Regions from separate parts of the Pan troglodytes genome. Here region 2 is linked to region 1. The links are chromatin contacts, called in public capture Hi-C maps. All regions are on one chromosome and are shown on one strand. The core of a region is the stretch at or near the end of the contact, and the rest is flanking DNA. Distances in the headings are between cores, read along the strand shown.

What was found. Capture Hi-C pulls out chosen DNA fragments and counts their contacts.
Region 2: a capture Hi-C map of stem cell-derived neural stem cells shows a contact between it and region 1, with 8 times the contacts expected there. The contact joins two enhancer-like sites. A contact is called at or near these places in 5 of 7 Hi-C or Micro-C datasets (blood, induced pluripotent stem cells, a lymphoblastoid cell line and 1 more) and 1 of 1 other capture datasets (stem cell-derived neural stem cells).

What each region holds. Positions count from the first base shown.
Region 1 is chr2:18,251,922-18,257,927 of NHGRI_mPanTro3-v2.0_pri, forward strand. No RefSeq gene overlaps it. Among named protein-coding and RNA genes, the nearest start is that of LSM3, 74 kb to the left of the region's middle. Within about 2 kb of position 2,995, at least 2 of the 24 cell types and tissues checked have an H3K27ac peak or open chromatin away from gene starts, as enhancers often do. A contact at or near this core is called in stem cell-derived neural stem cells, where this site is marked.
Region 2 is chr2:18,459,322-18,465,327 of NHGRI_mPanTro3-v2.0_pri, forward strand. The region is part of intron 6 of SLC6A6 (solute carrier family 6 member 6); the gene reads left to right. Among named protein-coding and RNA genes, the nearest start is that of SLC6A6, 60 kb to the left of the region's middle. Within about 2 kb of position 3,315, at least 7 of the 24 cell types and tissues checked have an H3K27ac peak or open chromatin away from gene starts, as enhancers often do. A contact at or near this core is called in stem cell-derived neural stem cells, where this site is marked.

The sequences.
Region 1 (6,006 bases), core at 1,745-4,244:
TGCCTGTGTCCCAAGGGTGACACTAAGGAGGTCTGAGTTCTCTTCCAGTCCCTCTGGCTGGAATGCTGTGAGTGTGGCTGGAGGATGTCTTGCATGTGGTTCCCATCTGCATCTTCAATAGTCTTCCAGCAAGACAGGAGGCTGACAGGGTCTCTGTTCTAATGGGAGCTGCATGGGTGTTTTAGTCAACAGGGAGACTTGTCTTTGAGGAACTGGGGAGAAAGCAGAGATACTTTTCACTTCTCCCACATCACTTTTATTCCATGTTGTATCAACAGCCGATCTTGGGTGTAGAATTAAAATCTTATTTTTGAGCAGATTCTGGCCCCACCACTAAGTTGCTGTGTGACCTGGGGCCACCCACTTGCCATCTCTGTGCCTCAGGTTCCTCGCCTGGCTGTACCTCTTCCCACTTAGCGATCCATGTCTCCTGTGAGCTCCAAACCTGCCAGTCCTCTGAAAGAAATCACAATTTTCCTTGTGTTTCAAAAACCAAGGACAAGCACTGATATGCAATCGTTCATCTCTCTCCTGGCCCCCAACAATGTAAGCCTTGGTTTCTCTGTAGGTGGAGTTAGTGTAATCAGCCCTCCCAGGCTGCAGAAGGAACTGGTACTTATGGGATTTGCAAACTGAAATAAGTGATGCAAAGATTTATACCAATATCCGCCCCAACCCTCCCAGGTCCCACGAGTGTAATTTCCTTGCCTGTGTTCCCCACAACACCCTGTGTTCCTCGGGCCTGCCCTCCCTCAGCAGGGCCTGCAATGGCCAGTCCTTACATTCTGAGAGCCTTGGGTGCACCTGGCCCTGTGCCTAATGTCTTGTGTCCCTAATATCTTGTGTGTGTGTGTTGGGGTGTGTATGTATTGGGGCGTATATGTGTTGGAGTATGTGTTTGTTGGGGTGTGTGTGTGTTGTGTGTGTGTGTATTGGGGTGTGTGTTGGAATGTGCCTAATGTCTTGTGTCCCTAATATCTCTGGGAGGTGGGGAGCAGTATCACTTCCACTTTAAGGACAAGACGCCTGGATCCCAGAGTTTAGACCACGTAACTGCACCTACGGTTCTTATTTCTCCCCAGGCTTAGCTTTAAGCTGTGCCTTGAAGCTGGGGGTGTGTGAGACTGTGTGTGTGTGTGTGTGTGTCTATGAGTGCGTTGGTCTGTGTGTGTATTGAGCTGTGTGTGTTGGGTTGTGTGTGTGTTGGGGGTATGTGTTTTAAGGCGTGTGTTGGGGTATGTGTGTTGAAGTATGTGTGTGTTGGAGTATGTGTGTGTTGGTGTCCGTGGGGGGATTGTGTGTGTGTTGGGGTGTGTGGGTATTGGGGTGTGTATGTTGGAGTATGTGTGTGTCAGAATGTGTGTTTTGGGATGTTTGTGTTGGGGTGTGTGTGTTGGGGCATATGTGTATTAAGGTGTGTGTGTTGGAGTATGTGTGTATTGGTGTGTGTGTGTATTGGGGTGTGTGTGTTGGAGTATGTGCGTGTTGAAGTATGCACGTGTTGCTGTGTGTGTGTGTGTTGGGGTGTGTATGTATTGGGGCATGTATGTGTTGGAGTATGTTTTTGTTGGGATGTGTGTGTGTTGGGTGTGTGTGCATTGGGGTGTGTGTTGGAATGTGTGTGTTGGGATGTGTGTTGGAGTGTGCATTGGGGTGTGTGTTGGGGTATATGTGTATTGGGGTGTGTGTGTTGGAGTGCGTGTGTTGGGGTGTGTATGTATTGGGGTGTGTGTGTGTTGGGGTATGTGTGTGTTAGGGAGTGTATGTGTTTTGAGGGTATGTGTGTTGGGGTGTGTGTTGAGGGCATATGTGTGTGTTGGGGTGTGTGTATTAGGATGTGTATGTATTGGAGTATATATGTGTTGGGGTGTGTGTGTGTTGAGGATGTATTTGTTGGGGTGTGTGTGTGTGTGTGTGTGTGCATGGAGTGATCTGCTGCATGAAATGACTGGCCCTGAAACACAGTAAGTTCTCAATAAATGTGGGTCATTGTGAAGGCTTGGAACTTCTATTTCTTAACTTAGTTTTTTTTTTATCAAGTGTAACATTCAGCAAAGTGCGTGCATCTTAAGGGTAGGGTTTGATTAACTTTTGCCTGTGTATATATGCATACAACCACCCCCAGGATCAATCAATATATTGGACACTTGCAGCTCCCCAGCAAGCTCCCTCCAGCCTCGATTTCTCCATTCTCCAGACTTCTATCATTACAGATTAGTTGTGCCTAGGTTTGGTCACCACGTAAATGGAGCCACACAAGTTGTGTGTACTGTGTATGTACACACAGGATATGTGCACTCTTCTGTGCCTGGTTTCCTCTGTTGAACACAAAGCCTGTGTGTTGAACCCATGTTGTGTGTAGCAGCAGCCTTTTTCCTTTTGATGTGCTGTTAGCATTGCATTGAACTGCCCCCCACGTGTCTATCCATTCTCCTGAAGATGGAAATTTGGTCTGTTGCCAGTTGTGGCTATTACGCATCAAGCTTCTGTGAACAGGGCTTCTGAGGACATAAGCACTGATTTCAGTTGGGCATCTACCTAGAAGAGAATGTGCTAGGTCTTAGGGTCTATGTAGACTGAGTTTAGCATTAGAATACTAATATATAATATAATGCTGCCAAAAGTTTTCTGAAGTGGTGTTAAGTGATGATCCAAACAGCAATAGTTGAGGGTTCCAGTTGCTCCATACCCACATCCTCACTGTGCAGGCTGGTTTCTCCGGGAGCAGATTTGGCCATGGAGTTTGGATCTGGAGACAGTTATTGGGGATCCACACCTGTGAAGAGAAAAGGAAGGAACAAGATGGGGCAGAGAGAAGAGCTGAGCTTTGACTCAGGCTAGACAAAGCCCCAGTTAACCTAGCAGGGAGCTGGCTGGCGTGAGTGCTGCCCAGCAGCGTGACCCACATCCAGTGGAAACAAAAGGCTGACCTCTAAGCCCTGCTGCACTCAGCCGCCTGATCTGGGCTGCCCCAGGAGGGCCATGACCTAGGGCGGGGTGGCTCTCCTAGCAGAGGCAGACCTTGGAGGAGCCGACAGCTGCAGGCCACCTGCTGACAGCAGTATAGCTGCCAGTGTACCACACCTGCTAGCCATTTTAGTGAGGAGTGTGTTGGCATCTTCCTGTGACTTTAATCTGCATTTCCAAGATGTTAATAATGCTTATATGATAATTGGCTGTTTAGATGTGCTTTTTGGTGCAGTCTCTGTTCACAGCTTTTTGCCCACTTAAAAAACTGGGATGTCTGTCTTTTCCTTTCTCTTTTTCTTTTTGAGACAGGGTCTTGCTCTGTCACCCAGGCTGAAGTGCAGTCACGTGATCACGGCTCACTGCAGTCTGGATCTCCAGGGCTCAAGCAATCCTCCCACCTCACCCTCACAAGTAGCTGGGAGCACAGGTGCCCCTACCACACCCAGCTATTTTTTTTTTTTTTTTAATTTTAGTAGAGACATGGTCTCGCTGTGTTGCCCAGGCTGGCCTCAAGCTTCTGAGCTCAAGTGATCCTCCTGCCTCGGCTTCCCAAAGTGCTGCGATTACAGATATGAGCCACTGTGCCTAGCCTGTCTTTTCTTATTAATTTATAAAAGTTCTTTGTATGTTATGGATATTGGTATTTATTTTCATAGATGTATTTCAAACATCTCTCAACCTGTTTGGTTAAGAAATTTTTGTCTACCCCAGGGTCATGAAGATATTCTTGTATTTTATTTTCTAGAAGATTTTTTGTTTTAATTTAGGTCTATGATGGATCTCGAATTAATTTTGGGGTATGATATGAGGTAGGCCCATTTTTCCCCCATATGACTCTCCAATTGAACTAATACCATTTATTAAATATCACCTTTCCTCACTGAATTGTGCATCTTTCTTGTGAATCCAGGGATTGAACACATGTGGGTTTGTTTCTGGGCTCCCTACTGTGTTGTATTGGTCCACTTGACTAGGATCACAGTATGCCACACTGCCTTCTTACTCTGGATTTAGAAAAAACCCTTGACATCCAGTACATTAAGTCATCCAGCTTCGTACTCTTGTGAGATTGCTTTACCTATTCTAGGTCCTTGGAATTTCCACATAAATTTTGAAAGCAGCATGCCAATTTTCTTGTAAATACCTGCTGGAATGGGTTTGTATTAAACATACAGATCAATCTGGCAACTTAATATTGTAATAATATTAAGCTGGTCAAACAACAAGCAGGCTACGGTCCTCTATTTAGGTCTTCTTTAATTTCTGTACACTGTTTTGTGTCGTCATAGAGGTCTTGTGCTTCTTTCATTAGACTTACTCATAAGTATTTGATGATTATTTTGGTATTATTGTAAATGGCACCTCAAAATTTTCATTTGGTAATTGTTGCCAGCACATACACACTAAACTAATTTTTGTATGTTGATTATATCCAGCAATCTTGCTAAACTTACTCATTAATACTAATAGGTTATTATTGGATTTTGGATTTTTTCCATATACAATATTGTCATCTTAAATAATGAGTTTGTATGTTTCATTTCAAACTTTATTATTTTTATTTTTATTTCTGCCTCATCGAAACAACTGGGCTCTGGTGTATAATGTTGAATAGAAATGATAGTGGCGGACATCCATTTCTTGTTCCTATCCTTAGGAGAATTCAGTATTTTACCATTAATGATGATGTTAGCTGTGTGTGTGTGTGAGCGTGCGTGCACACACATTTCTTTGATGGAAACTCTTTATCAGATTAAGAAAGTTCTCCTCTGTGCCTCTTTTGCTGAGAGTTAAAAAAAACACATGAATAAGTATTGAATTTTAATGAATCTTTGCCCATATGTATTGATTTTCATTCACATCTTCAGCTGCACCTCTCGAAAGCTGGAAAGTGGTATGTGGCTGGTGTCAGGCCAGAGGTTTCAGAGGGAGTCCTGCCCCTGTGGAGACCGGATGTGACGGTTACAGGAGGGCCGGAATGGGAGACAGCCCCAAAGGCACAAGTCAGCCCCAAAGACACAAGTCAGTGACACTGACGTGATCACGCACCTCGGTCCTTGTGAACTCCTCTTCTACTCACTCCCAGCAAGCACTTGGGATCTGTTTTCTGAATGGTAACTAGTGCCATGCATATAACCCTGTGGCAGGCACTGTGCTAGGCATGATGGGAGGGCACAGGACATAGGTACTGCCCCTCCAGGGCCCTGGGGGTGTCTCCATGTATCACACCATCCTGCAGTTCCTAGGAGGGCTCCAACTCTGGGATAGAGCTACAGGCCTGTGTCCCTTTCCTCCACCAGCCCCGCAGCACCCCCTCCCTGCCCCCGCCAGAGACCAGGACCCTCAGGAGCAGTCAGACCGACCACGAACAAACAGGGCAAGAGCAGTGGAAAATGCCCCAAATGGTCCCCACCCTCAACCATCTCTCCCCCCTGGTCAGTTGTCTTGTGGATTCTTGGCCTTCCCAGTGCGGTCTGGGAAGACTTAGATGGTTTCCTTCCAAAGCCCCAAGAAGCCAAGAACAGGAGCTGCTCCAGGCCATTTCTGTCCCTGGGTCTCCTTTCAAAGGATTTCTGGGTCAATGAAGACACAATGTGGCTTGTGGGCAGTCAAGAGAGAGGGCCTATCGTTGTTTCAGATTTCTGGCTTGGCTCAGAGATTCAGACTCTCCAATTCCCACACTAGATGCCTCAGTCCACTGGGATAAAGGCCTTGCCTCCAAAGAATGGCCATGACATTTGTTGTTTCTGCCGTGTCTGCTCAGCCTCCCTCACTGTCTTCCATAGCAAGCCTCTGTTCCAGCCAGCTTAGTGTGGAACTTAGGAATTTTTGGGTTATAAATGATAGACACTCACGATAAACTAGCCCAACTCCTAAAGCGGGGATTTATTGGTTCACAGATCTAAAAAGCCTAGGAGAAAATGGCCTCAGGTTGGGCTGGATCCAGGTGCTCAAACACTGTCACCAGGAATGTGACTGTCTCCATCTGTGGCTCTGTTTTCTCCCGTATGGGTTTTATTATCTTCCTTTGTGGTG
Region 2 (6,006 bases), core at 2,065-4,564, 210 kb after region 1:
GATAATCCAAGTGCACTTTATGGGTTGAGAGGCACTGGCTTAGATTTTAGCTGCTAAATCAGATTAACTGAGTTATAACTAACATTTCAGCCGGCACCTCCAATGTTAGTTGTTCAGGAAAGTGTTAGCTGATAATTAAATCATCCACTCATGGCCAAGGTGTTAGCTGTTAAAACCAAAGTATTATTCATAACTGGAGTGTTTGCTGCTGATTAATATGTCACATAGTGACTAGGATGTTAGTGATTAACAAATGTAAAATGTTAGCTTGTAATTTTAAGGTTTTAGGTATAACTGATACATTAGCAATAGTGGAAATGTTAACCAATAACTGAAATGTTACCTGTTACTAATTAGAGCCGAACTGTTCCCTGAAAACCTAGACACTGGCTGTTGTCATGGCTTTGCTGATGCCAAAGTCTGGTGCAGGGGTATGTTGTGATCACAGGCGTGAGCCTGAACCTAGGGCCCTAAGCTATAAAGAACAAAGGCGTTTGCTCATCTGCCTTTAGATAGTGCCCTGTCAACGCATTCCCCAGTGACTCACATGCCAAAAGAGGGAACGTCTCTTTAAGATCAAAAAACCCCCAAAAGTCAAAGGAGTGTCTTAAGATAGCATTCCAGATGGAGCTGTGGGCAGTGACCTTAGCTGCTCCAGCCACACAGTGGAATTGAGGGTTGAGGAATGTGTCTCCCTGGATAAAGAGCCCCCAAAGAGGCAAAATCATGGCTTTGTAGAGATCCAAGTAATTATTCCAGTCACTTACCCTGCAAGACCTGGGACTCCAGGGTTGCAAGAGGTAGAATGGGGGTGATCCTGTGCACCCCCCTCCAACACACACAGTGCCCTCTGCTTGTTTCTTGGGGCAGAACCACCCTGCCATCCTGAAGCCAAGGGTGGAAGGGAAGCAGTCCAGGCCTTGGACACCTGCCCGTGCACACCAGTGAGCACGGTCCTGCCCGGAACAGGCGGGGGCAGGGGACATGGGTAACTCCTGCACCTCCTTGGAGAGCACCCTCACTGTGCTACCCCGGTTCTCTGTCTTACAAGCACACCATTTTATTCCTTTCTTTAAACAATGAGAAAACTCAGGCTTAGGGAGGTCAAGTGACTTGTCCAAGGTCACTTCCTCCTCTCTGAGCCTCAGTTTCCTCCTCTATAAAATAGGTGATAGTAGGGTTAAAATGAGGTGTGTTAAACACCTGGCACAATGCTTGGCACAGACGGTTCTGTAAATGCTAATTCTCTTCTTTTTTTTTTTTTTTTTGTAATTTGAGGCGGGGTCTGGCTCTGTTGCCCAGGCTGAAATGCACTGGCTTGATCTCAGCTCACTTGTTGCCCAGGCTGAAATGCACTGGCTTGATCTCAGCTCACTTGTTGCCCAGGCTGAAATGCACTGGCTTGATCTCAGCTCACTTTCTGGGCTCAAGCCATCCTCAAACCATCCTCCCACCTCAGCCTCCTGAGTAGCTGGGACCACAGGCGCACGCCACCGTGCCCTTCTTCACTCTGCCTCAGTTTCCCCACACAGAAGTGAGAAAGTTTCTGTGGAGCACTGGTCCTGAGCAGTGCTAGAGACATCATCACTTACTTACGCACTAGTATTTTTTGAGCCTCTACTGTGTGCCAGGTGCTTTGTAGAAACAGGGCTGGGGGACATGCAGTGGTTCACAAAACAGACAAAAATTCCTGTGCTCCAGATGCTGATGGCCTGGCAGGAAGAGTCAGGTTGTAACAAAACGAATGGGAAAAATATATAGGAGTCAAATGGGGATGCGAGCTATGGGAAAAAGTCAAGCAGAGAAGGAGAATGGGGAGTGTTGGGAGCAATTTTGAATAGGGTGGCCAGGCAAGGCCTACCAAGAAGGTGACTCTAGGCAAAGATGTGAAGGAAGTGAAGGGCTGAGCCAGGTGCGTATGTGGAGGGGAAAATCTCCAGGTAGAAGTGACAGCCTGTGCAAAGGCCCTGAGGTGTGTTTGACCCAGACCCTTGGGGAGCACCCAGTCTGATGGAGGAGGCTGATGTCCGCCAGGGACAGTGAGCAACTTTTGAGACATAATGCAGAACACTGGAGAATAGTGTCAAAGCCAGAGAGAGGGTGCCAGGCTGCAGCTGTGGCCGAGCAAAGACGTGATCTTCCAGGGGTCCTCCCTCCTCACCCTTAGCAACAACCTCCTTCGTGGGGTGGCTGTAGGCCTCCCAGGGGTGGGCGTGATTCCCAGAACAATAGCAGAGCCTGGGCCAGGCCAGAGAAGCCAAGACAAACACAGTCAGGCTCTGTGAACTTCCTCAAGCCCCATGGCTGAGAGGCTGCCTGCTCGCTGGCCATGGCTTCCAGCCCTGGCCACAGACCAGGTTTGTGGCTGACGTGGGGGCTGGGCCCACAGGCAGCAGATGGACCTCATCCTGCCAAGGCCCTGCTCTCGTGTCTAGTCCAGCAAGGAGGAGTTGGAGGATAATGGAGGGAGAGCCCCAGCCTGAGAGGCTCAGGATCTGAGTTCAAGTCACTTTGCCTCTCTAGGTTGCAGTTTCCTTTTTTGTAATTTTCACTATTCCAGGAGGTTGAAACTAGGCTGCCATTAATCCATTCAACAAATAGTGATAACGGTGGCGAAAGCGCAGTAGCCTGTGAGTGCCGGGCAGCATTCTCAGTGCTGCTAGGTAGCTCATTGAATCCTCCTCATGGTTTTGAGTATGTGCAGTTATTAGTCCCATTTTACAGATGGGGAAATTCAGGTTCAGGGAGGCTCATTACCTTGCCCAGCATCCCACAGCTTGTCAGTGGCTGTGCTGGGATTTGGACCCAGGCAGCCCCACTCCCGACCTGGGTGCCCCACACTCTTCCGCCTCCTGTGCCCACCCCCGTGCCAACCTGAGGATGCAGTAAGTAGGGCACGTGGCAGGCATGTCCCTGCTGTCACAGAGTGGGGTCTGGGAAGGGGGCAGAGATCCAGACACTCACACAGGAAGTGCAAGCCCTGCAGACGCACAGGGGAGGAGGCCCCGGAGTGAGCATGGACGTTCACTGAGGCTGGGGCTCTTCGCTGTTGGCTTCCGGAGCAGCTCTTTTTGCCTGGTTAAAAACAAAGCAGGGGGTAGTCAGAGCCAGGTCCTTTTAGCTCTGGATCCCCCAAACTGCGTGACTTTGGACAAGGCCCTTTCACTTTCTCCGCCTCACCTTCCCCTTATGTGAAATGAGTTAGTGAAGCCCCTCACCAACAGCCAGGGCGCTGAGGATCCTTGGGGCCTGCCTAGGATCTCTGGGATCAATGGCGAGCCCTGCTGCCCAGGCCCTTACCTCCCAAAGGATGCCTGGCTCCCCCTGCTGCTGCTGCTGCCCAGACACTTACCTCCCAAAGGATGCCCGGCTCCCCCTGATGCTCAGCCACCCTCTTTTCTACTGCCCAGAGGGGATGGAGAAAAGTTGTCCTTGTGAGTTTCCTGGACAGTTGGGCCACAGGGCTTTTGGGTCTAGGGCTCAGAGGAGCCACGGAGGTTCACCAGCAAGAGTGGAAAAATACCACGTCCCACAGCAAGGCCTGCTGGGCCACCACCAGAGGCCCCTGGCAGCAGCTAGCACCAGCCTGTCCCTTGGGGATCCCGGGGGAGCCACGGAAAAGTTGAAAGCATGGCTCTCAGGGGCTTGTCCTCGGAGCAGCAGATTCTGCAAAGCAAGGGTGGCTTTCAAACCTGCTACTGTAAACCAAAACCCATCTGAGACAGGGGGCTCGATGAGCTTAGAGGTTTATTTTGCCAAGGTTGAAGATGTGCTCAGGAAAGAGACATGAGCCACAGTAGGATCTGTGGCCTGCACTTTTTCCAAAGAGAGTTTTGAGAACCTCAGTACATAAAGGGGAGGCCCAGCACAGTAGCTCACACCTGTAATCCCAGCACTTGGGGGGGCCGAGGAGGGCAGATTGCTTAAGTTCAGGAGTCCAAGACCAACCTGGTCAACATGGCAAAACCCTGTTTCTACTAAAAAATACAAAAATTAGCTGGGCATCATGGCGTGTACCTGTAGTCCCAGCTGCTCAGGAGGCTGAGGTAGGAGGATCTCTTAGGCCCGGGAAGTTGAGACTGCAGTGAGCTGTGATTGCACCATTGCACTCTAGCATGGGCGACAGAGACCGTGTCTTAAAAAAAAAATGTAAGGGGAAACAGCAGGAAGGGACAGAGGAACAGGTAATTCAGGTAATTATGCACGATGTCTCTCAGCAAATCTGCATTTTCCATAGGGTAGAGAACACACACATTTTCCATAGGGTAGGGTGTACACACGGTGGAGGAAGGAGACACATGCCTAGATGTGTGGGTGGATGGCTCATTTCTTGTCTCTTTGTCCGGCACCTGTGAAGATGAGCTGTGAGTTTACATTGTCAGGGTGAGGGAGGCCGCCTGGGGAGATATGTGGCCTGTATCTCACAACTCTCTGCTGAAGAACAGAAAGCAGGCCGGTTTTGTGCGTGTGTGTGACTCACTTCCCAAGCTTAACTTTTTCCTTCTGCATAGTGAGTTTGGGGTCCTGAGATTTTATTTTCCCTTCACACGGCTGAGGTGGCATGACCAGGATTTGGGGAGGAACAATGACACACATCCCAAAGGTGTGGGGACCTGACACCAGCTGGCCTGGATCCATCCCGCATCCACCACCAGTAACTGTGATTGCAGGCAGGTGCCCCCACCTCTCTGGGCAGTCTCCTCATCTAGAAAATGCAGGTGAGGCTGATGCCTGGCTCTTCTCAGTTGTCTGAGGATTAAATGAGTTAAAACTCATGAAGCTCTTAGCTGAGTGTCCCGCACAAAATCCGCACTGGCACAAAATCCGCACTGCGTAAGTGCTTGTTAAATAAACTAACTACGTGAAAACAAAGAAAGCCACCTCCACACCCCTGTCCCTGACACAAAGCCCTCTGGTCACAGACCGGTTGCTTGGCCCAGTGGAGGCCTGGCTGGCTTTGAAGTGGCCGCCCTCTGGAGACCCCTGCGGGGCTGCTGTCAGCAGCTATTGTTCGCCAGCCCGGGTGTGGCCCACAAAGGGCCCCAGAGGTGGGAACTGGTCGGGGCGCCTGGCCGCCTGTCCTCAGGAAGGGAGAGGCAGGTTGGTTTTCTTTTTTCACTTCTTTCCCCCCTTCTGTGGCTTCCTGATGTGCCCCCGCCCTCCACGTCTGCCTTCCCATCCTCGGGAAATCATGTAGGCTCCTGGCCTCAAGGAGAAGAGATGACGGTGGCTGGAGAAACTGAGGCCTGGAGGAACAAAGGACGCCCGGGGGCAGAGGCAGCAGTAGGGCCCACCCTGTCAGTGTCGGAGAGCCATCCTGACAGTGCCGGCCAAAGAGGCTTCTTGAATGCTCACCGCAGGCCAGGGGCCATCGAGCAAGGTCAGCGTTCCCTTATCCTCAGTGGACAGATGGGGAAGCTGAGGCCCAGGTCACCAGCAAGGGGTGGCAGAGGCAGCGTGCAACCCCTGGTAGAGGTGGCTCCCCAGCTGACCCACAGCCTCTCTACCCCTCGACCTAGAGTGGCAGAGTGGGAGGCAACCTCAGAGCTCCTACGGTCCCAGCCCTTTACTTCCAGGTGGAGAAACAGAGTCTAGAGCGGACAGCGGCTTCCTGGAGGTCTCATGGCAAGCCAGCCTCTAAGCTTGGATTCAGACCTGAGGGCCTCCCTACTGGCTGCCCTCTGGTCTTGGGGAGAATCAGTAAACTGCCAGTTGTGGGAGGCTTTTTGCTGGTCTGCTATGTGTGGGCTGTGGGGCAGGTCCCCATTCTGCTGCTTAAGGCCACGTGACCCTGGGCAAGTGATGGACTCTCTCTGGGCCTCAGTTTTATTGTTGCAAAATGGAGATAGTAATAAAACTTACCTCAGAGGGTTAGGGCACGGGCCAGTGAAAGTAGACGTCACAGCATTTGGAACAGTGCTAGGCACACAGTAAGTGCTCAATAAACGCTGCCTAGGGGTTGTTGGGCTGAGGGCAGCTGAGCTAAGCAGGCCCTGAAAGCTTTCT